Linked DNA regions of Sus scrofa: regions 1 and 3 are each linked to region 2. Evidence: chromatin contacts called from public Hi-C and HiChIP or PLAC-seq data. All regions are on one chromosome and are shown on one strand. Each heading gives the region's core, a stretch centred on a gene start, on an enhancer-like site or on the middle of the called end of the contact. The rest is flanking DNA. Distances are from core to core; before and after follow the strand shown. Region 1 overlaps GALNT2 (polypeptide N-acetylgalactosaminyltransferase 2). Region 2 overlaps GALNT2 (polypeptide N-acetylgalactosaminyltransferase 2). Region 3 holds the start of GALNT2 (polypeptide N-acetylgalactosaminyltransferase 2).

Region 1 (4,496 bases), core at 240-2,739, 110 kb after region 2:
CCCACGTGACACTTCCTTGTCTCTGAGGTGCCCCGCGTGCAGCAGTCACCAGCCACAGCCCCCACAGGAGGGCCCCTGGTCAGAGGTCACTGCCCTCCTTTCTTCACCCGCCCCTCCCGCACGCACGCCTGGTCGTGAAGAGGCTGGCTTGGTGGTGGGACATGCATTATGCCTGGACATCCTCGGGCCCCAGAAGGTTCTGCCAGGTTGACACTGCTGATGCAGCTCCTCCTGCATATTTCTTCTAGGAAAGAGGGTGCTGTTAGTCTCTCTCCCTGCACCTCAGAAGCCCCCATGTGTTCCCTTGATGACAGTGGGATCAGCATGGAGGTGGCTGGGTGACTTTGTCCTGTCTTTTGCCCCCTGCCACCCAACCAGCTGTGTTTTCAGCAAACAGGGAGGCCACAGCTGGATCAGCTGTGCACACCTCTGTCTTCAGAGGCTGATCCTGACTACACGTTAGCTCCTGGGGAGAGTTCTGGGTACCTGGGTGAGGCTGTGGAGCGCAGGTGGGGTGGGAAGCAGTCACAGGCCCCAGGGTCCCATGGCCAGATCCTGTCACCTGTGAGGTACTACTGCTGTTAGGAAAAAAAAATTTCCCACAGAGGGAAAACAAATTGGGCTTTGAAGTAAAACCAACTTTAATCAGGTTCTTGACAAATCCTCGCCCACACCCCTACCCCCCCCAAGTCTTACCAACTTTCGTACCATCGAGATGGGTCTCCCAGGCCCTTGGGGGGGCAGCTCCCTGCCTCTGAGCTGGGGTGTGGGCGTTGTGAGCAGAGATGGGCTGGGAGGGCCCCCAGGGGTGAGCTATGTTTACATGACACAGTGTGCCAAAGTGACTTACTGTGGTTGCATTACTTTTTAGTCATCGAGACTACCCCACCCTCCCACTCCTGTTTTTACAAGTAAAGATTCTTTCCTAAGAGCCCTTTGAGCAAAGCGTGGCAAAGTTAGTTGTCTTCTCTGTGCTGGTCTTTCTTATGTCTTCATAAAAGCTAAAATGATGGTATCTGTGAGTATGTTTTGCAAATTCAAAATATAGTTTGGTAATTTTTTTTCCAGTTGATTTTTAAAAAGAACTGCTGTACAGAGCTTGTACTTTGTCCATTTTATAGATGGAAACCATCCTTGAAAATTGTTTAACTTAAATAAAGAGAAGATACTTTATAGATAACATTGCTGGTGGCTGCAGTCACTGTTGGTCTTTATGGGATGGATGTGACTGGTGTTTGGGGAGTGTGGTTATGGTCTGTCCTGGCAGGGGGTGCTGCTCAATGACCATGTCTTATCACAGTTTTAAAATGCATTCCCCTCTTACCACTGTGCCCTTTTGGTGTGAATTCTTATTTGTAATAGTAACCGTTATCATTCATGGAGTGTTTAATGTTCCAGGCAGCATGCCAGCCCTTCTCACAGTAACCTAGGCGATTGCGTTAGGGCTGCGTGTTACAGTTGGCTGGGGAAGCTAGTGCTTGCAGCTGTCAGCCTGCTCAAGGTCACAGGCTAACCTGCTCAAGGTCACACCACCCCTGAGTATTCACCTGGTCAGCCTGGGCACTGAGACCCAGAGTCTACACTCTAACCAGGGAAGGACTAAGGCAACTGATGTCTTCACAGCTTTTAAAGTATTTAAGTCGATCTGCTATTTACCTGTTACCTGGCTCCTCCAGTCCCATCCCAGGCAGGCGTGGTGTTCCCCCCGCATCCTCAGCCTTGACAGACACCTCCCTTTGAACAGCCCCATGGGTGTGTGGGGACACAACACTGACCGCTCCCTAGCACCCTGGCACCGGGCTGCAACATCGAGGGCTCTGTCCTCACTCTGGACTGCGGTCGTGTGCTTCTGGTACACGGACAGGATCTGGGGAGATGTCACAGGTGCTGAGTTTTCAGCAAAAGGTCACTGCCCGCATGTGTGAGATGCAGACGCCGATGTAGTGCCCAGTTCCCCGCCAGGGAAGGAGAGACGGAGTGAGGTGGGGAAGGTGCACGAGGAACCAGGCCCGACCACCAGTGAGGAACAGGTGACGGCACATGTCACACGAGGCTGGTGGGGGCCACACACCAGGGCACGTTCCCCATGTGGTAGGCTGGGATCTGTGGGCGAGGCTGGCGGCCCTCAGGGTTTGCAGAAGAGGAAGGGAGGGAGGCTAGACCAGACCCAGGGCAGAGGCCAGCTGATACCTCAGCTTTCCCCCATCCCCCTCACCCCTCCGGTAGGACTAGGCTGGACCTGGCTGGCTGAGTGCTTCCCAGTTTTCAGGGCCCTGTACCACCAGCCACAGGGTGAACGTGGCCCATGTGTCTTCCCTTGGGAACAACGGCTTGAAGGGCTGCTGGGAAAGGGTGTGGGGACAGAGCTGCAGAGCAATGTCACTAAGCCCTGGGGCTGGCTTTCTGGAAGTGGAAACTATTTGAGGTTCACTGCCGGTCCCCACCACCACCCCCGATTCATACGTTAAAGTTAGGACCTCAACGTTCCTCACCCCCAGGCCTCAGATGCAAGTGTACTTGGAGACGGTCCTTCAAGAGGGGCATCAGCATGAGACCATCGGGCTGGGCCCTCACCCAGTGTGACTGTGTCCTTAGAAGAGGAGGTCAGGACATAGAAGTGCACACTGGGAGGTGGAGAGATGGTCGTGGACAAGCCCAGCAGCGAGGCCTCGCAGGGACCACCCCTGCTGGCACTTTGGTCGCCAACGTTGAGCCTTCAGAACTGTGAGAAAAACCCGTTTCTGTTGACTGTCCCCCAGTCTGTATACTCTGCTTAGACAGCTCCTGAAAGGGGATGCCCACCTTGGTGCAGGAAGTGTGGATGTAGCTGTAGAGCTGCTAAGTGGGTGGAAGCTGGAAGAGTTTGGGGCATTTTAGAAAACACCTCGATTGTCTTGAAGGAGCTGTCGGTAGAAACATGGATAGTAGGTGGTGCAACAGGATCAGTGGTATCTTGGAGACACTGGGACTCAGGTTCGATCCCCGGCCCAGCACAGTGGGTTGAGGATCTAGCATTGCAGCAGCTGCAGCTTAGGTCACAGCTGTGGCTCGGATCCAATCCCTGGCCCCAGATCGCCATATGCCGTGGGGCGACCAAAAATGGAAAAGAAAAAAAAAAAGGATGTTAAAGGTGATTCAAAGAGAAAAGGGTAGCTGTTGATAAGCATCTCCTTTCTGAGAGGTGCACCCAGATCATTGGGAACAAAGTGTCAGCAGATACATGAATGTTAAGGGTCTGCTGAAGGCTCGATGGAAATGAGGAAGGAGAGACTGGAAACTGGAGGGCGGTCCTTGTGAGAAAGTGGCAGCGAACTTGGTGGCGCTGTGTTCTCGTGCTTTGTGGGCAGAGTCCCTGCAAGTGTTCAGCCTGGACAGACAGCTGAGGAGGCTCTCAACAGAGTGAGGAGGGCACAGCCTGGTTTCTACTTGACACCTGTCGTCACATTCAAGAGGAAAGATCCTCAGAAGAGGAAACCTGAACTTGAAGAGCTGGAAAATTCTCAACCTGTCCACGTGGTTAAAAAATATGAAAGCATGTTTGGAGAGAATACTGAGGCTGGGCAGTGTTTGCTAAAGACATGATGGGCTTGTGACTGATGGAGCCAATCAGCCGTCTCCACAGAAGCCACAGTAGAGAGGAGCTTATCCAGCTAAGACCTGATGAAGACCCTCTGCTCATGGCCTGGACCCATCAACCCATCGTCAGGCTTTTGAGAGTTTTCTCCCAGCAGAAATGCCACCAGCTTGGACTGAAAGAGACCAGAAACGGGGAGGTGAAGGAAAGCTGTTGGACTTGCAGGGTTCTATGGGAGAGGACCATAGAGCTATCCCCCAATGTGCCTCCTCCTCCCTGAAGGCAATTCTAGGTCACACTCACACTGGCCAAGGGCAAGGGGTGGGGGGCTGACTCCTCTTATTCTGAGACCCAGGGCTAAGGGGTCACGGATGCCCAGTAAGAAGAGCATAGAGACAAAGAGGATTATTCTTTTTTTAAATTTATATAAGAGTAGTTGATTTATAACATTAGTTTTAGGTACATACAACATAGTGATTCAATATTTTTAGAGATTATACTCTATTTAAAGTTACTATAGGAGTTCCCATCATGGCTCATTGGTAATGAACCTGACTAGTATCCATAGGACTCAGGTTTGAACCCTGGCCTCGCTCAGTGGGTTAAGGATCTGGCGTTGCCGTGAGCTGTGGGGTAAGTTGCAGAGGCGGCTCGGATCCCAAGTTGCTGTGGCTGTGGCGAAGGCCGCAGCTGCAGCTCTGATTCGACCCCTAGCCTGGGAACCTCCATGTGCTGTGGGTACAGCCCTAAAAAGACAAAAAAAAGTTATTAAAAAAATGGCTATATTTCCCTGTCTTGTACAGTTTATTCTCATAGCTTATTTTATACATAATAGCCTGTACCTCTTAACCCCCTCTGCCTATTATGCCCCTCCCCTTCCCTCTCCCTACTGGTTACCAGTGGTTTTTTCTCTAATATGCAA
Region 2 (4,648 bases), core at 1,968-4,467:
ACCTGGTGTGCAGGGGAGGTGAGAACCTGGTGAGCAGGGCAGGTGAGAACCTGGTGAGAAGGGCGAGGTGAGAACGTGGTGAGCAGGGCAAGGTGAGAACGTGGTGAGCAGGGGAGGTGAGAACCTGGTGAGCAGGGGAGGTGAGAACCTGGTGAGCAGGGGAGGTGAGAACCTGGTGAGCAGGGGGAGTTGAGATCCTGGTGAGCAGGGGAGTTGAGAACGTGGTGAGCAGGGGAGGTGAGAACGTGGTGAGCAGGGCGAGGTGAGAACCTGGTGAGCAGGGCGAGGTGAGAACCTGGTGAGCAGGGGGAGGTGAGAACCTGGTGAGCAGGGGGAGTTGCGATCCTGGTGAGCAGGGGGAGTTGAGAACGTGGTGAGCAGGGAGAGGTGAGAACGTGGTGAGCAGGGGGAGGTGAGAACCTGGTGAGCAGGGGGAGGTGAGAACCTGGTGAGCAGGGTGAGGTGAGAACGTGGTGAGCAGGGCAAGATGAGAACCTGGTGAGCAGGGGAGTTGAGAACGTGGTGAGCAGGGGGAGGTGAGAACCTGGTGAGCAGGGGGAGGTGAGAACCTGGTGAGCAGGGGGAGTTGAGAACCTGGTGAGCAGGGGAGGTGAGAACCTGGTGAGCAGGGGGAGGTGAGAACCTGGTGAGCAGGGCGAGGTGAGAACGTGGTGAGCAGGGGGAGTTGAGAACCTGGTGAGCAGGGGAGGTGAGAACCTGGTGAGCAGGGTGAGGTGAGAACGTGGTGAGCAGGGCAAGATGAGAACCTGGTGAGCAGGGGAGTTGAGAACGTGGTGAGCAGGGGGAGGTGAGAACCTGGTGAGCAGGGGGAGGTGAGAACCTGGTGAGCAGGGGGAGTTGAGAACCTGGTGAGCAGGGGAGGTGAGAACCTGGTGAGCAGGGGGAGGTGAGAACCTGGTGAGCAGGGCGAGATGAGAACCTGGTGAGCAGGGGGAGTTGAGAACCTGGTGAGCAGGGGAGGTGAGAACCTGGTGAGCAGGGGGAGGTGAGAACCGTGTGGGGCTCTGGGGAGGGATGATCTGTGCTGTGTCCCCTGGGCAGCGCCGTGCAGGAGGGGGTCAGGGAAGCCAGTCTAGGGCAGGTGGGCGATTGGGAGGGTCCTGCAGGGTCTAGGTGAGAAGGCTGGGCCTTCACCGTGACCTGAGCACTGGGAGGAAGGAAGGGCCAGAGCAGACAAAATAGGAGGCAGAGTCCCAACAGCTGGGTGGGTGGGGACCTCACTGAGTCGGGAGGCGGTAGAACGGATCCCACTTCATGTTCTGAGATTGGACTCCATCCTCAGTTTAGAGGAATGGCTTTGTACTCTTTCTGGAATGTCGCCACTGGACCAATAAATATGGCAACTAAAATGAACACACCCAAACCCTTTCTCTCTCTTTTCCTAGTTTAACTGACCATGGGATACAATGCCCTCGTTTTATTAAAAGCATTCATTATGGTGAGCACAGCTCCCAGAAAACCACCTGCTTCAGGGAGAAGGTGTGGTTTGGCCTCTGTGCTCCCTTTGCGGGTCCAGGACTCAGGCAGAAATGGCTGGAGAGCTGGTGGTGCTGGGCCGGCCGTGGTCTGAGGCTTGTTCTGCACTGGTCTACTGCCCTGGCCACAGCTTCCTTCCTGTCCCTTTTAAATTCTCAGACCAGGGCCAAGTTCACATTCTCAGTGGGAGCTTGCTTTGCAGCACCCTCCCCACCTGCCCCCAGCCCCTGCCCCTTCCTCCCTCTCACAGTCTGGACAAGCTCCTCCCTCAGCACAGGCATGCTGCCCTCTGCCTGCCCTCCTTGCTGCAGATGTGGCCAGATGCCTGGTCCTAGAGACAGGGCCCTGCCTCTCACAGGGCCTCCGTGTCTGATTCTCCGTCCCCTGGTTACAAACACAGCTGCAGCTCTTTGATTGGACCTTGTCTCGCCTGGGGTTGGGGGGGCAGTGTGGGGCCACTTAGGGTGCAGGAGTATTGGTCATTGTGGCCGCCTGGTTGCCACCTTACAGGGTGCTGTCTTGTGGGCTACTGCCCACTGTGCGTGCGGTTAGTGGTTTGAGCCCCAGGTTGCTGCGATGATGCTGGGCTGGCTGCTGGGGGAGGTGATCCCCCTCCTCCCAGTGACTCTGGGGGGTTACACTGGACCCCTTTGGTGCAGGGGACTCAGCAAGAGGTCGAGGACCCTTGCATTAAGAGGATTGAAGAAACCACTTGTGTGTGTGTCATTATGTCAGTGTGTGTATGTGTCACTGTGTGTGTGTGTTTGTGTGTCCTACCACAGCGTGCTGCCTTGCTTGGCTTAATGAGGTGGGTGGCAGGCTTAGTTTAGGTTTTGTTGTTTTACGTCTCAGCCGTGTAAATATGAACAGGCAGATGTATTGAATAATTCTGTGTCCAGGGAGGGAAATTGTAGCCATGCACTGTTCAGTTGTATAATAGGGCGGCGGGATGGAGACCCCCCAAACCTGCCCTCTGGCCAGGCCCACTTCAGGGGACCTTCCTTCCTGGAGATGGACCTCCCAGGCGGGTTGCTGGACCAGCTCCGCAGAGCTTCTCTGGAGGCGTCACGCATCTTCTCTGATCCTGCCACAATGTAGAGTGACAGCCCCCAGGGTGAGGGTGGGGGTGGGGAGGTGACTGGGTGGCCACCCACCTCGGAGCCCCTGTTACTCCCGACAGTGTTTCATACATCTCCCAAGGGGGTATGTTTGAAACTTGGGTTTGGATAAAACAAACGTCTTTTTTTTTGAACTTTTGATCCTATTCCTGAAAACTGCTTTAAGATTTACTAAAACAACAGCTCCGCTTCCTCTGCCCCCGGTCTTCGTTTCTGTCAGCAGAAAAGTGAGTGGCTCCACGTTGAGATCTGAGATCGTGTTGGGAGGGGACATGCGTCTTATTCTGAAAGTGGAAGTCTTGTCTCCTGGGTGGTGTGACCTTTTTGACAAGGATGCCTTTTCCCTTCACAGAGTTTCAGAGTCCTTCTCGAGCTCTTTTGCTCTGTCTTGTGTGGATTCTATAAGCTCCACAGTTCTGTCTGGACGCCTCTGATGAGCAGCTGCGGTGTCTGGCCGCCCACCAGGGACTGTGTGGGCTCCCCTTGCCTTTTCAAGGTGGCGGGAGGCAGGGAGCCGCCCTTCTCCCAGAGGAATCCTTCTCAGCTTGTCCTTCCCTGTGGAGTCAGTCCTTGTGGCTGCGAAACAAGTCACGGGACCTCGGGCTGGGCCACCGCCCACAGCTCTGAGGGCTGGGCTGGATGCATGGGGAGGGTGGGTGTGGAGGCCTTCGTGTGATGTCCATGCAGCTCTTTGCTACTTAAGCTCCCCGACCTGAGTGGCTCCCTGGAACCTTATACTCTTTCTTGTTCAGAAATACAATCAAGATTTTGTGTGGCCTCCCGGACTGGACTTGGTTCTTTGTCAGCATAATGATCACAGGGCGGTTGATGGTCACCACGGCTTCCTTTGTCGTCTCTCTTGGCTCTTCCCATCCCCTACAACCAGCATAGCCTGCGGGACAGAGCACAGGCTGGGGGTGCGGTGGGGGGGGCGGTCACCTGGTAGAACCTTCGTCTTTTACTTTGACTGCTGTTTCCATTCAAGCTCAGGGCTGCATGTTTAGATCCAGACCAGGGGGAGGATAAAGGTGATACAGGGTCTAATATCAATCAGGGTGCTGCCAGGAAGCCAGAGGTTCCGGCCCTGCCAGAAATGTGAGCTGCCCTTAGAGCACAGGATGCCATAGAGGAGATGATGTAGGGCCTGTGTTTCCTCAATAAAGCACTCAGATCCTGACCCCCGGTCCTGCCCAGCACAGGCTGGGAGGAGGACTTCCTGTTCTCTAGTTAGCTCAGACTCTGCCTCCCCCCCACGCCCCCACCTCCCCCCACCCCCCTGCCTGTGATATCCTAGTAGGCAGGCCTGGGGAGGGGCTGCACGGCTTGAGGGTGTTGGAAATTAAGATAATGCTGGCTCGGGTTGCCAGTGTCGGAAAGTGAGACACGTAGACAAGGAGAAATCCCGACAAGGCTCTTTACTTCTGCAGAAGGGCACAGGTGTCCAAACAGCACGTGCGCCGAACAAAGGACCCTCCCCTATTTATCCCTAACGCAGGTGATGTACCTGTCCCCTTCCCATGGGTCAGGTCAGGGTGCACATTCTTCCCTGTTGGCTGATTGAAACAGATTGTTGCTGGGAAAAGAGGTAAAGAGGAAGGGGGTCGCAGGGGGCGTTTGAGCCGAAACCGGAGCAAAATGGAGTAACCAAGATTTCCTTTGATAGAAAAGATGTTATGTTACTTTCCACAGCGGGGAGGGGTCGCAGCTGCCCGTGGACTCCGAGGGCTCAGACCGGTGGGCCTGGAGGCTTCTTCGACCTCTTTGCCTTGGGGTAGACTTAACAGTGTGCAAATGGACAGGCTGGAACCTTGGACACGACTCTTGTGAAGATGAGGGCAAGGCTCTCAAACTCTAAATCTCAGCCTACTAAGTAGATGATGAAACTTGAGAGGACAGCACCAGTATTTCAAAGAAAAAAATAGACCAGAGAAGATATCAGCACATCCCACATGTAAACGTAGAGAGTATTTTATGGAACTTGTCACATATGTGTGTGTGTGCATATGTGTGTCTATGTATATGTATTATATATA
Region 3 (4,313 bases), core at 1,702-4,201, 72 kb before region 2:
CTTCAGTTGTTTTTAATCACACCTCTTCTACTATATTAAAAAGTGTAATGGGTACAATCTAATCTTCTATAATTAAATACCCAAATGCTCTCCAGTCTTCATTTGGTGGTTTCCTCAGTTCCCTCTTATTTGGGGAAGCTCATTCTCCAGGAAAGGCACATATGCTTCCCAAATTTTTGCATTCATTTCTCATTCGTCATAGCCTCGATCCTGGAAGGCTGGACACAAAAATCCTTGGCTGGTACTTTCTTCCCTTGAGTGTCTTGTAAATACTGCTCCATTGTTGCCTTGCTTTGTGTGTTGCCAACCTAAATTTTTATCTTTACAAGTAGTTGGATCTTTTTGACTCTACAATCTAGTAGTTTTACTTAGATATGTTTTAGAGTTGATTATTCCCCTCCAAAAGTGTTTTCCAGGGTACATGGAAAGTACTTTTGATGTATAATTTTTTTTTATTTTCTGGGATTATAGTTTTTTCTCCAGATTTATTGAGATATGACTGACGTATAGCACTGTGCACAGCAGAATTGACGTTCATATACTGTGAAAGGAGCATCACAATGTTTTTGTTTAGTTAGTATCCATCAACTTATTTAGAGACAAAAAGGAAAGAAAAAAAATGTTTTTTCCTTGTGATGAGAACTCATTAAGACATACTCTTGTTAACAACGTTCAAACATACACACTGCAAAAATACACACCACAGTCATCATGCTGTACATTACACCTGGGATGCTGGTGTGAATATTAATTTCGTTCACTGTTCAGTGTTTCTACTTTAGTGACTCCAGTGACATGCATTTTGCTTCTTTCCTGGCTTTCATTTCAATCACCTTAGCTGTGAAAGTTTTTTTTTACTTCTTTATCTTATTTTCAATTTCTTGGTTATTTTCTTGCCATTTCTGGGGGTCCTTTTGCATATTTGTATTTGATATATTCTTCCTTGGCATCTTATAATTTTTCTGTTTGTTTCCAGGATAGCTTTGTCTTTATTTTCAATTTCTTTCCTGAATGTGAGCAACTCTTGCTGTACTTCTTCCCAAATTTTGTCTGAGTTTTTGAATTTTGATTCTGATTATGTGTGTCTGTGTATATCCCAACACATGATTTTTTTGTTCAGCTTAAGAGTTTGACACACGCTGTTAAATTTTTCCTCTCTTTTGTGGTTATATTGTCAGAGGAGTTTTCATCAGCAGAAATATTATGGTTCATCTTCTCTTCAGAAGGAATGTGATTAATTTTTTTCTTTTTGTGGTCATTTTGTTTGCAGTTATTCTGATGTTTTAGTGCTAGGAGGCATTGTGACACAGGTTCACAGTTCTAGAATGTTCTCTCCTCCCTGTACATTGAAGCCCAGTTCTTAAGAGAGAATCACAGTTGATGGAGGGATTGGTCGTCTTTTATTTCTACAGGATCTTTTTTTTTGTCTTTTTTGTCTCTTTAGGGCCGCACCTGTGGCATATGGAGGTTCCCAGGCTAGGGGATCCAATCCAATGCCAGCCTACTCCAGAGCCACAGCAATGCAGGATCCGAGCTGCATCTGTGACCTATACCACAGCTCACAGCAACGCTGGATCCTTAACCCACTGAGTGAGGCCACGAATTGAATCCGCCACCTCATGGTTCCTAGTTGGATTTGTTTCCACTGTGCCACGATGGGAATTCCTTTTTCTGCGGGATCTTTAATCGTCCTTTTTTACGTCCTTCTTTCTCTTTGCCGCCAGACCTCCAAAGGCTATTGCCCTGTTTCTGTTTACTGGACCGTTCCCAGAAGCAAGGCTTCTTCAAGGCTGCTACCTCCTGTCCTATTGTCTTTCAAACCTCTTCCCCTTTTCGGTCAAGTACCCAACCTGTGTTCAGTGTTTGGTTCTTGGTGTTGGACTTGCTCTTCACAGGATTTAAGCCTGGGTTTCCCTTGAGTCCTTGACAACAGTGGAGGGAACTCTGTTGGAATTTGCTGTCTTTTTTTTTCTCTCCTACTTAAGAAGTAATTTTAAGTTCGGTTCATGGCATTCACTCTCCTAGTGGTGCTAAAGGCTTGTTTGTTTATTTGTCTTTGTGTTTGTTGAGGATGTGAGTAGTTTCAGATTCAGGCAGCTGCTGCTTTATCCCCCAGACTGGGCAGCTCCCTGATCCTTTTTAAAATATCAAGTGCTAAGTAACATTTCTTTCTTTCCACAAAACACTGAAAACTTTGCTCTTAAAGGGCATCATCAAGGTTACACAGATTCTATTACAAGACAGATTTGTCTTGCGTCTTTAAAGCTGTTTCCTGTGCTGCCTCTTTTCTCTTAAGACAGCAACCAATCCCAAAGAAAAGCTTTTAAAAATACATATTGCCTTCTTTCTTCCTCATTTCGTGTTTACTTAAAGGCAAAAAAGGAAACCTTGCTATTAACCGCTCTGTTCATCCCTGGAAAAATGTTCCCTTGAGAATCACCTCTCGGTTTCTACCCCTAGGCCCCCACCTCTGCCTAAATAAATAAATGGACACCTGGGGATCAGGGATGTTTTGCTGCAAGATTAGTAAGAAAACTGCAGCGAGCAGCCGCCCAGTCTGGTTCAGGAAGGGGGTTTGCACCAAAAAAATTCAGGTCGTCGGCCTGTAAGAGCGAGCCTGCCGGGGTCTGCGGTGACCCAGAGGTGGTCCTCTCCGCGGCGGAGCGAGGCGGCGGCGACCTGCGGTCCCTTGTGCGGGTGCATGTGTGTGTGCGCACGTGTGCGCGCGCCCCCCGGGGCCCAAGCAGCCACCTGTCACTCACGGGGGTGGAGGGGAGCGGCGGGGCGGGCGCCGCGGAGGCCCTCCCCGCAGGGCCGGCGTGCCGCCGCCATGGAGACGCGTTAATACCCTCCTCAGCCCGCGCCGGGCCCCGCAGCGGCAGCCGATTGGCCGCCCTTTGCTCCCTGACCCCCTCGCCGCCTCCGCGGCCGCCGCTTCCTGCTCGGGCGCCGCGCGGCGCTCCCGGCCGGGGCGGAGCTCGGGCGCTGGGCGCGCGCTGCCTTCGCCGCCAGCCGCGCCGGAGGAGGAGCCGCCGCGCCCTTCCCCTTCCTCCGCTCCTCCCCGGCCCGCGCCCGCCGCGGCCCCAGGCAGCACTCGCGAGCAGCGGCCGCGGCCGGCGGCCGAGTCGGGAGGATGCGGCGGCGCTCGCGGATGCTGCTCTGCTTCGCCTTCCTGTGGGTGCTGGGCATCGCCTACTACATGTACTCGGGGGGCGGCTCCGCACTGGCCGCGGGCGCCAGCGGCGGCGCCGGCAGGAAGGTGAGTGGGGCACCCGTCCGCGGCCCGGCCCCCGGAATCCCTGGCGCCCACGCGCACCCGGCCCCGCCGCGGACCCCCCAGTCGTTCGGATGTGCGGCGGAGCACCAAGGGAGCCCTCAGTCCCTTCTGCCCTTCTATGCGCGGATCTCCGCCCGGGCCACTCGCCCCCGCACCGGGCCTCCCAGCCAAGTCCCCAGGGCCGTGCGCCCCGGCCCCTCTGCGCTCGCCTGGCTCGGGAGAGGGCGACCCGGCTCAGCTCCCGGAGCTGGGGCCGCTGTCGCCTTCCTTTGGCTCCCCAGCCTCTCTCTGCTCCGCGTAATTTAAGTTGAGTCTCGTCCGGCCGCGGGGAGCCCCATCCCCTGTGGTGGGAAGTTCAGGGGCGGGGGTGCTACCCCAGACACAAAAGGGGGTGGGAGGAGGGGGGAGAGGCGGCTCCCGTTCCGACATGTCACGTACCTTAGGAGAGAGGAGTGCAAGTTTCTTTTCAGCCCTTTGATACTAGCCTCTACAAACCCCCTCCCCCTTACCCCGTCCCCACGCCTTCCCTCTTGTCGCCGCGAGGCGGGGGCAGTTCTGTCTCTGCCCGGTACCTCGGGGGGCGGGGGCGCAGCCAGCCCCGCGCGCCGGACGGAACGGACTGCCCGGCGGTGCAGGCGGAGGGCCTCCTCTCCCCTGCGCCCCGGGGGAGGCCGGCCGCCGCCATCCCCACGCGTCCCCTCGCGGCTCCTGCTCGCAGCCCAGTTCGGTCGGCCCTCCGGCGCGGCCCCGGCGCCTGCCTTTCCCGGCCGACGCCTGCGTTCTGCGGCGATGGTCCCTCCGTCGCTGTGTGTGTTCCGGGCAGGCTCCAAGGGCCGAGGGGTAAGTCTGTGGGGACCGAGCGAGCCACCTGGACGGCTGGGCGCCTTCGGGAGGAAGTGGAGCGCCCCGGACGCCCGGACTCTGGGATCCTGCTCAGAGAGCGCGGCTCCGGGCTGTGCACAGGCCGCCTGTGTTGTTTGGTGGCTCCTAGGCTTTAAAAGCAGCTCCCACACCGTGTAACCCCTATACTGTGACA

What was found. Hi-C and Micro-C count contacts between places; a contact is called where the count stands out from the background. HiChIP or PLAC-seq counts read pairs in DNA pulled down with a chosen protein or histone mark.
Region 1: an H3K27ac HiChIP or PLAC-seq map of alveolar macrophages shows a contact between it and region 2. The contact joins two enhancer-like sites. A contact is called at or near these places in 1 of 5 promoter capture datasets (liver), 1 of 47 Hi-C or Micro-C datasets (embryonic fibroblasts) and 1 of 2 datasets of contacts at active chromatin or transcription factors (alveolar macrophages).
Region 3: a Hi-C map of retroperitoneal adipose tissue shows a contact between it and region 2, with 1.6 times the contacts expected there. The contact joins the promoter of GALNT2 here to the enhancer-like site in region 2. A contact is called at or near these places in 1 of 5 promoter capture datasets (liver), 7 of 47 Hi-C or Micro-C datasets (alveolar macrophages, embryonic fibroblasts, liver and 4 more) and 1 of 2 datasets of contacts at active chromatin or transcription factors (alveolar macrophages).

What each region holds. Positions count from the first base shown.
Region 1 is chr14:59,957,939-59,962,434 of Sscrofa11.1, reverse strand. GALNT2 (polypeptide N-acetylgalactosaminyltransferase 2) reads left to right here. Exons shown (of 16, transcript XM_001927774.6): 16 at 1-1,180. Among named protein-coding and RNA genes, the nearest start is that of PGBD5, 120 kb to the right of the region's middle. Within about 2 kb of position 1,489, at least 14 of the 83 cell types and tissues checked have an H3K27ac peak or open chromatin away from gene starts, as enhancers often do. A contact at or near this core is called in alveolar macrophages, where this site is marked.
Region 2 is chr14:60,067,865-60,072,512 of Sscrofa11.1, reverse strand. All of the region lies in intron 1 of GALNT2 (polypeptide N-acetylgalactosaminyltransferase 2), which reads left to right. Among named protein-coding and RNA genes, the nearest start is that of GALNT2, 71 kb to the left of the region's middle. Within about 2 kb of position 3,217, at least 20 of the 83 cell types and tissues checked have an H3K27ac peak or open chromatin away from gene starts, as enhancers often do. A contact at or near this core is called in alveolar macrophages, retroperitoneal adipose tissue and subcutaneous adipose tissue, where this site is marked.
Region 3 is chr14:60,140,017-60,144,329 of Sscrofa11.1, reverse strand. GALNT2 (polypeptide N-acetylgalactosaminyltransferase 2) reads left to right here and starts at 2,951. Exons shown (of 16, transcript XM_001927774.6): 1 at 2,951-3,259. The coding sequence starts at 3,134.